2 separate regions of the Callithrix jacchus genome follow, and region 2 is linked to region 1. Evidence: chromatin contacts called from public Hi-C data. All regions are on one chromosome and are shown on one strand. The core of a region is the stretch at or near the end of the contact, and the rest is flanking DNA. Distances in the headings are between cores, read along the strand shown. Region 1 overlaps TPX2 (TPX2 microtubule nucleation factor). Region 2 holds the start of TPX2 (TPX2 microtubule nucleation factor).

The links. Hi-C and Micro-C count contacts between places; a contact is called where the count stands out from the background.
Region 2: a contact with region 1 is called in a Hi-C map of skeletal muscle, with 5 times the contacts expected there. The contact joins the promoter of TPX2 here to the enhancer-like site in region 1. A contact is called at or near these places in 3 of 3 Hi-C or Micro-C datasets (induced pluripotent stem cells and skeletal muscle).

Annotation. Positions count from the first base shown.
Region 1 is chr5:7,387,029-7,394,484 of calJac240_pri, reverse strand. It overlaps TPX2 (TPX2 microtubule nucleation factor), which reads left to right. Exons shown (of 18, transcript XM_078371147.1): 18 at 1-1,344. Among named protein-coding and RNA genes, the nearest start is that of MYLK2, 12 kb to the right of the region's middle. Within about 2 kb of position 3,889, at least 1 of the 16 cell types and tissues checked has an H3K27ac peak or open chromatin away from gene starts, as enhancers often do. A contact at or near this core is called in skeletal muscle, where this site is marked.
Region 2 is chr5:7,458,341-7,465,796 of calJac240_pri, reverse strand. TPX2 (TPX2 microtubule nucleation factor) reads left to right here and starts at 4,885. Exons shown (of 18, transcript XM_078371147.1): 1 at 4,885-4,932.

The DNA.
Region 1 (7,456 bases), core at 2,640-5,139:
GTAGGGGAATAAATCCGGCCCTCAGATTGAGGGTTTGGGGAGTGTTACTGAGAATTATGGCCATGAGAGATTCTTCTGCCCCATTTGCTCCATTCTGGATAATCCCCGGTGCAAACTCATGTCAGTGGTAATAAGTGACAGTCTGTTAGAAGCCACAAAGAAGAGTTCCATTACTTTAGAGAAAGTAGCTTAACATTGAGACATCAGCATTCAGTGCCTCTTCCTTCCGAGAATTGCTCAGCTTCCCAGTGGCGATCTGCTTCTGCACCGCATGGTCTCTTGCCTAGTACTCAGCCCTCTTTTTCTGGACCACCTCATATCACTCATTTTTCTAGCACACTCTCCTATTTTCCCCAGAAACTCAAACTTTCTGCTTTCATTTTACAGAAAAATTATTTTTTAATCCCTTCAGGCTATGTGCTAATAGGAGCATCATCTTTCCGCACTCATAGGTCACTCAGGAATTTTCCTAAATAGAGAACATGTCCTGAGATAAGAATTTACTGAATTTTAAGAAATTTGACTGCCACTCTTCGCTTGCCTTTTTTTTTTCCCTTGGGAGATAGAGTCTTGCTCTGTCATCCAGGCTGTAGTACAGAGGCATAATCTTGGCTCTCTGCAATCTCTGCCTCCTAGGTTCAAGTGATTCTCCTGCCTCAGCATTCCGAGTAGCACATGTCACTGCACCCAGCTAATTTTTTTGTATTTTTAGTAGAGGTGGGGTTTTGCCATGTTGTCCGGGCTGGTCTCAAACTCCTGACCTCAAGAGACCTGCTCACCTCGGCCTCTCAAAGTGCTGGGATTCCTGGCCTTTGCTTGGCTATGTTGCAAAGCTCCTAGCACATGCACACATGCAGATGGTCAGAATTCCTGCAATTCTGGGAAGCATGCTTTATTTTCAGTGCATTTTTAACTTGGCGATGATTTCTTCTTGCTGATATTCTTGTACTAATTAACATACACATAAGATTACTGCTCACTCTTAACTTTGGTTGATTGTTTTGTCTTGTGTAATTGCTTGGTTACCATTTTGCTTGTTTTATTCCTTACCAGTTCTTTTCTGTAGAGTCTTGTCCCTGGGAAGTGGAGCCAGTGAGGTACACAGACCGCAGTTGCAGTTGCTCCAGTATTTAACAGATGAGACCTGGACACGAATAATGGTAACACAAGATGAGATGTGATTCAGTAGCGTGAGACAGAGTGCTGTGAGAGTTTAGGGATTGTTGTTGAAAGTGAGGTTGCAGTTTAAAGAAGGTTTTTTTCTTTTTCTTTTAAAGTAAAATTTGCCCAAGGAGTACTGCCTTTTGGATACAATTAAAATGCTACTAACTGTATGAAATAAAACATGAAAGTGTCCTTTCTTCCCCAACTCCCATGTTCCAGAGTAACCCATAGTTCACAATAGGATTCTTCCAGAATGTTGTCTATGAGCACACACATTTATAGAGCATTTTTGAAGAAATAAGACAGTAGCATTCTGCATTTTTTTTTTTTTAACTAAAGACAGGGTTTCACCATGTTGGTCAGGCTGGTCTTGAATTCCCGACCTCAGGTGATCCTCCCGCCTTGGCCTCCAAAGTGCTTGGATTACAGGCGTGAGCCACTACGCCCGGCCGCATTCTGCATTTTAAAAAATTTTAATTTGTTCTTTGAAAAGTTATACATTCACATGGTTCTGAACTGATAAGATACAAACATCAAGTCTTCATCCTATTCCTCCCAGCTGCTCAGCTCCCCTCCCCAGAGACAGTGCTGCAAGTTTCTTAAGTTCCCTTGCAGACACGGTTTCTTCCTATACATTCCACCTACCCTCCTCCTCTTATTTTTTTTTTTACACAAACAGCATCATACTTTACATTCTGTACCTTGGTTTCTTCATACGTGTTGTGCATTTAAAAGATGTAGTCTGGCCGGGGGCGGTGGCTCACGCCTGTAATCCCAGCACTTTGGGAGGCTGAGGCGGGTGGATCACGAGGTCAGGAGTTCAAGACCAGCCTGACCGACATGGTGAAACCCCGTCTCTACTAAAAAATACAATTAGCCAAGCATGGTAACACGCACCTGTAATCCCAGCTGCTCGGAGGCTGAGGCAGAGAACTGCTTACACCCAGGAGGTGGAGGTTGCAGTGAGCCGAGATTATACCACTGCACTCCAGCCTGGGCGACAGTGAGACTCTGTCTCAAAAAAAAAAAAAAAAAAAAAATGTAGTTCAGGTTGGGTGCAGTGGCTCATGCCTGTAATCCCAGCACTTTGGGAGGCTGAGGCGGGTGGATCACAAGGTCAGGAGTTCAAGACCAGTCTGACCGACATGGTGAAACCCTGTCTCTACTAAAAAATACAAAAATTAGCTGGGCATGGTGGTATGCACCTATAGTCCCAGCTATTCAGGAGGCTGAGGCAGGAGAATCACTTGAACCTGGGAGGTGGAGGTTGCAGTGAGCTGAGATCGTGCCATCGCACTCCAGCCTGGGCGACAGAGCGAGACTCCATCTCAGAAAAAAAAAAGATGTTAAGGTGTTACCTCAGGCATGTCCTGGCTTCCTTCCTGACTGAAGAATGAAGCTTCTTATGACAGACAATGTAGTAACATGGAGGCAAACTTCTGCATGATGTCCTGGGTTTGTGACCTAAGGTCCCAAGGACTAGAGGGCAAGATAGCACCTGGTCCTCATCTCCTGGCTCAGTTGAGCTTTAGGGGTTTGCTTATTGTCTTGAGTGTTTGGTTGAACCTGTGTCTCCTATTGGGTCAGTCTTGATATTGCTTCCTTTTCAGTTCTCTCGATGAAGGCCGTCTTACTGAATCTTGTCTGCTGGGGAAGTTCCTCATTGCTGAGAGTAGCAGTTAAAAAAGCTGTTAGCCACGTGGCTGGGCTCCTATTTCTGCACAGGCAGGCTGAGTTACAGCTCGGTGGTGTGGATCCAGGTAGGAATTGGTCAACATTCTGAATCCTGAGCTGCCATCTGCCTTGCAGCCTGCTGGGATGCTCAGTTTAGACAACATATAAAGTTTCCTGGATACGGGACAAACCCAGGCCTATGGAAAGAGCAGGAAGGTTAAAGTGTGTGGTACTTTGGGCAATGACGAAGGCGTAACCAGGGAGCTGACATGTTTGCTCCAAAGCCAAGAATTCCAGCACAATTTGTTATCCAGCTGAAGCCAGTGTAGTTGCTACAAAAAGCCTGGGGACAAAAACATGCTTTTTCCTTGTTTCCTTGTCATCTTGCACACCTACTGTTTCTTAGCGCTGTAGTAAAGGTTGCTGACATTGGAAATGTCTGATGATTTTTGCTGTTCTCCTTGTAAATGAATAAGAGTCTGGGCTCAGGCCACACCATGGCTCTAATGTGCTAAAAGTATCAGCTTCCTGAAACAGCTTCACAAATGCTGACATTTCACTCAGACCAGGAGGGCAGGGGAAAGACTTAAGCAAATACTAGGTTTTATCATGAAAGAATGATTTCAACAGACTAAACCTGGTCTGATGGCCTCAATTGCCCTCCCTGGGTTTTTTGTTGTTGTTGTTTTTAATTAAAACAGGGTTTCACCATGTTGGTCAGGTTGGTCTTGAACTCCTGACCTCAAGTGATCCGCCCACCTTGGCCTCCAAAGTGCTTGGATTACAGGCGTGAGCCACCACGCCAGCCTTTTTTTTTTTTTTAATGTTTTTAAATTTAAGCTTTATTGGACAGAGAAGAAATAGAGACCTGTCAGATCTGAAGAGACACATGTAGCATGGGACTGGTGTCCCAGAACATTGCAGGTGTGTGAAGGTGCGAAGAGTTGCATCCAAGTACTATTGCCCAGCTTGTTTTGGCACTGATGGTCTCAGATCTTCTTTTGGGAGCAAGGGTGGGAGAAATTTCCAGTGGGTCAAGATACTAGTCAGTGGTCATAACTTGTAATGTGAAAAGCAGTCTGGGGCAGCCTGCTTGCTTAGTGGTAAAGAGAGAGGAGAAGGCTCTAGCCTTGCACTGACATACCTCCATCACCATACTTGGGGACACCCTATCACACGGATGAGTAGGTATTTTCTTTTGTGTAAAACTCTGTCTGGTTTTATGCATAGTAGAGCCTTTCTCTATATATATATTTGGTATTATTTTTCATTTAGCATAATAGTAACTCATTTTTCCTATATTTTTGCATACTTTGTAAATACCATTTTTAACAGCAGGATGCTATTCCATTGTTCTGAGTTTGCTTCTCTACATTGAAAATGCTTGTTTTTCAAGGATTTTTCTGAGCTCTATTTATGGGACAGAATTGTCTGTGTTTGCTTTCCCCTAACACATCATGTTTGTCTCTAAACGTTATTATTATTATTGTTTACTAGTTATCTTTTATTTGGAGGTTTATTTACATTTGGATATAAAAGATTTAGCAATGATCACCTTCCTCATGGAAGGGTTCTGGGCCAAGGAGGTCATGGTCAGGAGTGTGGAGTGTGCTCTCCATACTGGCCGTTCTTCAGTGGTACCTATGTTTGAGTTCCTTATAAGAAAGGCAGTGGCCAAAAGGCATGTAAGCTGTGAGCACCATAGAAACCCGGTGACACTCCCTTTCTTAATAGTACCATAAGCACTAATAAATACAGCAAAGCTTTTTGAAACGCTTCAGCAATGCCTTTGGTGGTAAAAATCAGCACCCAGATCCAGCTTGGCAGCTCCCTTAATTTGACATCCATGAGTTTCTTGTTCACTGGTATGACTGATGCCATTGTGGGGTCCTGGTGCCTGCTATCTCTTAACTTTAAATGGTTGTTCTCAAACCACTTACCAGCCTATGTTTGTAATTAATATATAAGCTTGAGAGAGAATAGAAGCCCTTCCCAAAAGCATAGAACAACATTATCGTGGCTTGCACATTTGCTGAATGGAAGGCTGTTTTTGGCTGATGTGATGTCAGTGTTACTGATGTCCATGCCTGGAGATAACGTTCGTTGGCATTTAGCAAAGCCTTTCTGGAGATAATTCTGGTTATGTTCTCTAAAGTCTTGGATGCCACGTTTTCAAGTCGATTTGTCGTCTCTACTTTAGATCAGATTTGAAAACAGAAAGCTCTTTGTCTTTAACTCTACCTAGAGGCTGGGTGCGGTGGCTCACACCTGTAATCCCAGCACATTGGGAAGCTGAGGTGGGTGGATCACGAAGTTAGGAGTTCGAGACCAGCCTGATTCAACATGGTGAAACCACATCGCTACTAAAATTACAAAAATTAGCCAGGTGTGGTGGCACGCACCTGCAATCCCAGCTACTCAGGCTGAGGCAGGAGAATTGCTTGAACCTGGGAGGTGGAGTTTGCAGTAAGCCAAGATTGCGCCACTGCACTCTAGCCTGGATGACAGAGCAAGACTCTATCTCAAAAAACAAAACAAAACCAAACCTCTACCTGGAGCTGTGATGTGTCTTTTGGGAAGAAGGGTGGGGATTATAATCTAACGCCTGTCGGTGAAATGATGGGTGACCTTTAACAAGTTACTCCTCCTTAGGGGGCTTCAGTTTCCACATCTGTCAAATAAGATTGAGCTGAAACAATTAATAAGGCTCCTTTTAGCTTAAATATTTTTAGATTTCTTTTTCTAGGCAGTTTTATTAAAGCTGAACCAGCCCTACTTTTGCATTTATATGTCTTCTGTACCCAGTTGCTTAATCCCTGCAAGAGGGCACCTCTAGCAAACTCTCCTGTCCCTGGGTTTCCGTGTGGACTTCAATGAAGTATGGTGGAGACCAGTGTTCTGTCTTCTTGAGGACTTTCCAAGCGTTGTTCTGGAAATGGAAATCTAGCCCAGATCACTCCAGGGAACTAATCCCTGAATAATGTTGTCCCTTGACACACACATATTTTCTGATGTTTCTCTTGACCTTGGAACTGGTTAAAGACTGCACAGAATGTTCAATGAATTCTTAGAGACTACCACAAAGGAGTCCTTCCCAAGCCAAGATGTGATTTTTTCCTCCCAAAGATTGAGTATTTTGGAAGTGGTCCTTCTATTGCTGGAGGCGGTTTAAGGACGTCACCATAAAACTGACACTTCACCTTGTTCCCTTTTCTATTTCTCTCCATTGCAATTCGGTTTTTATGTGTTCATGGTCAAGGAGACCTGGGTTATTTTTGGATAATTGGCACAGGGTTCAGGAGGAATACAGAATTATTTCATGGAATAAACTCTAGATTGGGAACTGGGAGAGCTGCTCTCACTTTGTGACTTTGAACATGTTCTCTGGGTCTCAGTCTCTTCACAGAAGTTAGAATGATCTTTGTAGAAAGGACCCTTCCTCCAGTGCAGTGGAGAGGAATTTTCCCCCAGCTTTAACATGCCCCAAAGGCATTCTGGGCAGCAATGGTGACTGTTGACCCACCCAGCTGGCCAGTGCGACTCAGTGTGGCTGTGCTTGAGTGACATTCAGTGTTGTCAGTGGGTGTGTCACCAGGGATTGCCAGAAACCCGTGCTGTTTACCCCTAGCTAACAACCTGACAGGACAGGGTCAGCAGCTTCTAGTTAAGAGCTGGCCAAAAGAAGCTGGGAGACATCTCTGCAGGGGAGGACGCTCATGGGAGTTTGTGCAAGAGCCTTTTTCTCCCTCATGGCAGTTTGTTACTGCAGCAATAGAAAATGAATGCTGGAAGCAACATAAAGCAGCAGTCACTCAGGAGCTGGGAGGGGGTGCCAGTGTGCCACCCCTTCACAAAATCACTTTAATTTTATTTTTTTTGAGCCAGAGTCTCTCTTTGTCGCCCAGGCTGGAGTGCAGTGGCGTCATCTTGGCTTGTTGCAACCTCCACCTCCCAGGTTCAAGCAATTCTCCAGCCTCAACCTCCTGAGGAGCTGGCATTACAGGTGCTAGCCACCACACCCAGCTAATTTTTTGGTATTTTTTGTAGAGACAAGGTTTCACCATGTCAGCCAGGCTGGTCTTGAACTCCTAACCTCAAATGATCCACCCACCTTGGCCTCCCAAAGTGCTGGGATTACAGGCGTGAGCCATCGCTCCCCGCCATAGCTTCACTTTTTGTGCATCTCTCTCTCCTGGGAACATTCACTGTACTGATGACTGGGTCTCAGTGTTCTGTGTTTCCCCACACATACCAAAACACTACTCTTGTGAGCTATTCAGAGGCTTCACGCACATGGGTAGGAACTGGAAGGTCACCGTCTTGGCCTGTGGGGACTTTGATTCTCCAAGACAGTGGTCCTCAGAGTGTGGTCAGCATCATCAGGGACTAGAAATGCAAATTCTCTATTCCCACACTGGACCTACTGAGTCAGGCACACTAAGGGTGGGGCCCAGCAATGTATATTTTGACAAGCACTCCAGGGGACAGTGATGCATGCCCAAGTGTGAGAACCACTGTGCCAGGAGAGGGACCTGCAAATCCCGATAGACCACAGGTCTCCTAACACAGGTACCCATGGGCCAGGGACTGGCAGCCACTCTCTCCTGTGACCTTAGTG
Region 2 (7,456 bases), core at 3,636-6,135, 70 kb before region 1:
CCCTCTGTCCAGCTTCTGCCTTTGTCATTTTATTGCCATCCACACTTCAGGGCTTTGCAAGCAAACGGTTTTGCATTTATCACCTGCTAATACACCAGGTCATTGACTTATTTATCTCATTTAGCATCCATCTTCTCCCTTAGGATGACAGCTCCACGAGGACAGGAATTTTGTCTGTGTTTTTACTGCTGTATCCCCACACTTAGTATGGTGACTTGGCACATAGCAGGTGCTCAATAAATGCTGCAGCAACTGGGGATGTGTGACTGGATGAGCGTATCTCTTGGAATGAAACCTAGAAATGGAAGTCCTATGGCACAGGGAATACTTGACATTTTAATAGTTGTCAGTAGGCTGAGTGCAGTGGCTCATGTGTGTAATCCCAGCATTTTGGGAGGCTGAGGCAGGTGGATCACCTGCAGTCAGGAGTTGGAAATCAGCCTGACCAAGATGGTGAAACCCCATCTCTACTAAAAATTAAAAAATTAGCTGGGCATGGTGGCAGGTGCCTGTAATCTCAGTTACACAGGGAGGCTGAGGCGTGAGAATTGCTTGAACCTGGGAGGTGGAAGTTGCAGTGAGCTCAGATTGTGCCACTGCACTCCAGCCTGGGTGACAGAGAGACACTCTGTCTCAAAAAAAAAAAGTTGTCAATAGTTGTCTGCACCCATCTATACTCCTACCTGCTGAGTTACCTTACACATTTTTGATACTATCAAACTCTTAATTTTGGTTAATCTAATGGGTGAAAAATGGTACTTTCTTGTTTAAATTTCCCTTATCATAGTGAGGCTAAGCACCTTTTCATGTGTTTGATGGACAATTTTGTTTCTTCCTCTTTTTTGGGGGCAGATGGGGTCTCCTGGGTAGAGTGTAGTGGTGTGATCTAGGCTCACTGCAACCTCTGTCTCCCAGGTTCAGATGATGTTCCCACCTCAGCCTCCGGAGTAGCTGGGACTATAGGTGAGCACCACTATGCCCAGCTAATTTTTGTATTTTTTGTAGAGAAGGGGTTTTGCCATGTTGCCCAGGCTGGTCTCCTGACCTCAAATGATCTGCCCCCCCTTGGCCTCTTGAAGTGCTGGGATTACAGGCATGAGCCACTGCACTGGCCTACTAAATTCTGATATACATGAGTTCTGCAATGTTTTGTTTGTTTTTGTTTTTAGAGACAGGATCCGGCTCTGTTGCCCAGGCTGAAGTATCATGGCTCCCTGCAGCCTTGATGTCCCAGGTTCAAGTAATCTTCACACCTCAGCCTCTTGAGTAGCTGGGACTACAGGTATGTGCCACCACACCTGGCTAATTTTAAAAGTTTTTTGTATCTTGCCATGTGGTCCAGGCTGATTTCAAACTCCTGGCTCATGCAATCTTCTCACTTCCACCTTCCAGAGTGCTACGATTACAGGCAGGAGCAATCACGACCAGCTGAGTCCGTTTCTGCACTCTTAAACTCTTCTACTGATTTCCCCACCTTTAACTTCCACGACAATACCATACTTAATAATACCTCTTTTTAGACAACGTGCAGTGGCTGATGCTTGTAGTCCCAGCAATTTGGGAGGCTAAGGCAGGAAGATCGCTTGAGCCTGGGAGGTTGGGGTTGCAGTGAGCCGTGATCCTGCCACTGCACTTCAGCCTGGTTGACAGCAAGACCCTATCTCAAAACAACAAAACCACCACCACAGCAACAACCCCTCCCCCGCTTTTTTTTTTTTTTTTTTTTGAGACAGAGTCTTGCTCTGTTGCCCAGGCTGGAGTACAATGGTGATCTCGGCTCACTGCAACCTCTACCTCCCAGATTCAAACAATTCTCCTGCCTCAGCCTCCCAAGTAGCTGGGATTACAGGTGCCTGCCACCACGCCTGGCTAATTTTTTTGTATTTTTAGTAGAGATGGATTTTTACCATATTGGCCAGGCTGGTCTTGAACTCCTGACCTCAAATCATCCACCTGCCTCGTCCTCCCAAGGCGCTGGGATTACAGGTGTGAGGCACTCCTCCCCGCTACCCTGGCAACCACTCCTTGTCAATTGTGGAAAATTTCAAACTCATACATGAGTATATGTATGTATTCCCACCTACTTCTCTTCACTGCCTACTCCCAATTATTTGGAAGCAGGTGCTAGAGTAATTTCTTCCCTCCCATATCTATATGTATCTCTACAATACAAGGACTCTTAAAAAAGAAAACAAAAGCTGGCTGCAGCGGCTCATGCCTGTAATCCCAGTACTTGAGAGGCCAAGACAAGAGGATCACCTGAAGTCAGGAGTTTGAGACCAGCCTGGCTAACATGGTGAAAGCCTGCCTCTACCAAAACATATAAAAAATTAGTCGAGTCTGGTGGCTCGTGCCTGTAATCCCACCTACTTGGGAGGCTGAGGCAGGAGACCCGCTTGAACCTGGGAGGCAGAGGTTGCAGTGAGCCAAGATCGCTCCATTGCATTCCAGCCTGGGCGACAAGTGGAACTCCATCTCAAAAACAAAACAAACAAACAAACAAAAACCAACAGAAAAGAAAAGAAAACAAAACTCTGACAGTTTATGTTTTGAAGAAACTAAATCTTTTGTCCTATGGTTTTTGTGACTGGATTTCGCTGACTGCACCTCCATGGGTGTGAATTAACTAAACCATACTTTAATCCTTTTTTTTTTTTTTTTTTAGATGGAATCTTGCTCTGTCGCCAGGCTGGAGTGCAGTGGCACAATCTCGGCTCACTGCAACCTCTGCCTCCTGGGTTCAAGTGATTCTTCTGCCTCAGCCTCCCGAGTAGCTGGAACCACAGGCACATGCCACCATGCCCGGCTAATTTTTGTATTTATATTTTTATTTTATTATTATTACTATTATTTTTTGAGACAGAGTTTCGCCTTTGTTACCCAGGCTGGAGTGCAATGGTGCGATCTCGGCTCACCGCAACCTCCGCCTCCTGGGTTCAAGCAATTCTCCTGCCTCAGCCTCCTGACTAGCTGGGATTACAGGCACGCACCACCATGCCCAGCTAATTTTTTGTATTTTTAGTAGAGACGGGGTTTCACCATGTTGGCCAGGATGGTCTCCATCTCTTGACCTCGTGATCTGCCCGCCTCAGCCTCCCAAAGTGCTGGGATTACAGGCATGAGCCACCGCGCCTGGCATCGTACTTTAAAAATTACTATAATTTCAGGCTGGGCGCGGTGGCTCACGCCTGTAATCCCAGCACTTTGGGAGGCTGAGGTGGGTGGATCACCTGAGGTTGGGAGTTTGAGACCAGCCTGACCAGCATGGAGAAACCCCATCTCTAGTAAAAATACAAAAAATTAGTTGGGTATGGTGCTGCATGCCTGTGATCCCAGCTACTTGGGAGGCTGAGGCAGGAGAATTGCTTGAATCTGGGAGGTGGAGGTTGGGGTGAGTTGAGATCAAGCCATTACACTCCAGCCTGGGCAACAAGAGCAAAACCCTGTCTCTGTCTCAAAAAAAAACAAACAAACTATAATTTCATGTTAATATGTGTGAAATCTGGTATGTCAGTTCCCCCCAATCTTTTTCAAAATTCAAGATGTCACTAATTGTGCTTTTGCTCTTCCATATGAACTTCAGAATTAACTTGGCAAATTCCAGAACAGAACCCACTGGGATTTTCATTGCAATTGTCTTGACCTTTTTTTTTTTGTTTTGAGACAGAGTCTGACTCTGTTGACCAGGTTAGAGTGCAGTGGCAAAATCCTGGCTCACCGTAACCTCCGCCTCCGGAATTCAAGTGATTCTCCTGCCTCAGCCTCCCAAGTATCTGGGATTCCAGGCACGCACCACCATGCCCAGCTAATTTTTGTATTTTTAGTAGAGACAGGGTTTTGGCATTTTGGTCAGGCTGGTCTTGAACTCCTCACCTCAAGTGATCTGCCCTCCTCGGCCTCCCAAAGTGCTGGGATTACATGTGTGAGCCACCGCGCCCAGCCTAGGCTTTTGAGGTCTTTAGTTTTTGCTGCTACTATAAAGGGGGTTGTTTTGTTGTTCTTGTTGTTATTTTCTAATTGATTTTTTAAAAATTAAGATTGTGTGTGTGTGGGGGGTCTTGTTGTAATATCTACGCTGGTTTGGAACTCTTGGTCTCAAGGGATCCTTCTGCTTTTGCCTCCAGAGTAGCTGGGATTACAGGACAGCGTCACCAAGCAGGGCCTCTAATTAATTATTGGTGATGTATAAAAAGAACAGTTCATTCTAATCCCATCTTCTCCATCTATCATGTGATTTTTGGACATGTTTTTTCAACTTCTCCGAGCCTTTGTTTTCTTTTTACGACATGGGGATCATAAAGCCTGAGATGCAGTAGGGAATAAAACCGGATAAAGTACCCAACGAACCGCGGGTTTCATAAGGTCAGGGCAGGGACTGGGTAAAGGGTTTGCAAGACTCAAGCAAGAATGGGAAGGACGCTACGGGCGAGTCTATGTTGCATGCAGGAGACTCCATGTTAAGACGAAGTGGACTCCTACGAACCTTCAAGGCATAATGCACAACCATAGCGAGAATTATTTTAAAAAATAGAGTTTTCTTCCCTGAAAGCTTGGGGAGTTCCAGGATGCCCGTCATTCTATGATCTAAGTTGACTCTCCACTTTTTCAGTTGGTACCACCTTTCCCAAATAGTTTCGGGCGGAGCACTCCGGTCTTTGTAGTAATGTACTCCTGAGGGCTGGTCAAATGGGCTCACGCAGGCGCAGGAGACTACATTTCCCAGGAGAAGCCGGCGGCGTGGTTCACTTGGGCCTCCTTCTGACTTCCGGTATTGCCGCGCTCTGTGGGGCCAATAGGGAGCCAGGAATTGCCTTCTCGGCGCTCTGATTGGTGCATTCGACTAGGCTGCCGGGGTTCAAAATTTCAACGATAGTGAATGAATCCAGTGGAGGGTTGGTTGGCGCGTCGTTGTCAGAGCTGAGGCGACTCTAGGTGAGCCTTGGGAAGAAAAGAGGGAGCAGTAGGGCTTGGGTCTCCCTCATCCCGGAGTTTGGAACTGCTGGAGTTCACCTTCCAGCTTTTAGTGCCGTTCGCGCCGCTAGGCCTGGCCTCTGAGGCGGTTGCGGTGCTCGGTCGCCGCCCAGGCAGGGCAGGGTGCAAGCGGAGGATTAGGGCCGCCTTTCTCTTGGCAACAGGGTTTTGCTGTGAAGGACGTCCGGGAAACCGAGGGAGAAAGGAGTTGCGGGAGGCTGTCGGCTAATAACGGTAACGATAATTATTATTACCATGCTAACATCTTATAAGCATTGAACTCTCATTTCATTTCCTCGCAAAGTCAATGTAGTTGGTGCTATTCTTGTTCCAACTTTACAGAGGAGGAAACCGAGGCCTAGAATCTAGATAAATTTCGAGAAATGGGTGAAATAGCAGCCCTGCCTTTAGGAAGTGTGGCGTTTGATGGAGGAAAACAGAGGTAGTCACAAACAAGTACATCTCAAAACTTTTGTCTAAAGCAGGAAGGTAATTAGATGGTGTGAGAACATAATTGAGGGAGAGTTTAATTCCACTTGGAGTTGTCTTCTATTTGGCATTTAAAGTTGATTCGATGTTATCCATATTTGTCCAGCCCTCTCATTTTGTATGGAATCACCAGGTATTATTCCCTTTATCATTTCCTTTCTCATAACATTTATAGACTGGGGGAAGGAAAACCAAACCAGGTTATAATATTATAGAATTGGTTTAACCCCTGTTTTCTTGACATATAGCTTCTTCTTTTTTTTTTTTTTCCACTACTTCAGTAGTGGAAAAAATATACACAATTTTTTTTCTAGTACTTCAGTAACAGGGACTCCCCCAGATCAGGCCTACTTAGGATTGAAAAGGATTTTTGACTCCTAGATTTTGTTTTAAGGCCAACTCTTGGCGTACTTCCTGGTTCACCCTTACCTTGTCTTGGCATCCTATGGCCTCTCTTTGAATTTCTCTCATTCATCAGATGTTGTCAAAAATAGGACTATTTAGGCTGGGCGCGGTGGCTCACAACTGTAATTCCAGCACTTTGGGAGGCAAGGCAGAGGTCAGGAGTTTGAGACCAGCCTGGCCAACATGGTGAACTCAGTCTCTACTAAAAATACAGAAATTAGCTCGGTGTGGTAGAGGGTGCCAGTAATCCTAATTACTTGGGAGGGAGGCTGAGGCAGGAGGATGGCTTGAACCTGGGAGAGGGAGGTTGCAGTGAACCGAGATTGTGCCACTGCACTGCAGCCTGGGCAACAGAGCGAGACTCCGTCTCAAAAAAAAGGACTGGTTGCTGCTGTGGTAAGAATGTTCTTGTATTGTAGCCTTAGTGTATTATTACCACCCCCTGCCCTGGTTGGTTTGGGTGAGTTAGTTCAATATGAAGCTGGCATTCTTGTATCAAAATTATGTGGCTCCCAGCTAACTCAGCCATTTAGTTGACCTTTGAGGGTACTGTGTGCTCAGATTGGCATGAGATACTATGGGTATACAGATGTGTGACGTACTCAAAGGTTTACTGGTATGTTTGGGGACAAAAAGATGGTTTGAAATCGACAGTGAGAATCAGAACAAGACAGGACACCATGTGAGTGCTCTACTGTTTTGTAAGTGTCCTGACAGTTTAGAGGTGAGGGAGATCAAGAGCCAGTTTGTCTTTCTCTGCTTCACAAAACCCCCCTTGTCTGAATCTTGATAAGCACAGTTTGGTTAGACAGGGACCAAAACAATCCTGGTGCATAGGAATCACCCACTAAATACCTGTTGAATTGAGTAGGCAGGAAAGCACTATCTGAATTGACAACAAAATTGCAGGTATGAAAAACTGGGCTGTATTCAACTAGGTTGGTAAATTTGTTTAGACTTTCAAATTATCTAAATAGGGTTTATTTGGCCAACCTTATGGTTAAAACTGTGTATTCCAACCTTGATAAAATTAATTAATTAATTAATTATTAAATAAATAAATAATTGATTTATTAAGTTTGTCCAGGATTATGTGAAAGTCTGTCATTTCTTGTTTAGGTACCAGGAGATGTACAGGGATTTTCTACATCTCCTGGTTAATTTTCCTTCAGCCTTTTCTGGGTCTCTTCCCTATTTCTCTTTGAATTCCTGGGAGAAAGAGGAGGGGAAATTTAAATACCCTTTGACATACTTAATTTTCTTTGCTATGGGTAAAGTTAGGAAGCAGAATTGACTAGATAGACAGATTTTTTTTTTTTTTTTTTTTTTTTGAGACGGAGTCTTGCTCTGTCACCCAGGCTGGAGTGTCCACTTAACAGTGGCGTGATCACAGCTCACTGCAGCCTCTATTTTTGGACGCAGGCCATCTTTCTGCCTCAGCCTCTTGAGTTGCTGAAACTACAGGTTCATGCCACTGTACCCAGCTAAATTTTTCTACAACATAATTTTAATGGCTGTATAGTATTCCATTATTTGGTTCTTTATATTATTTTATCCAGTGCAATTGCTAGTCAAAAAATGCATATTTTTG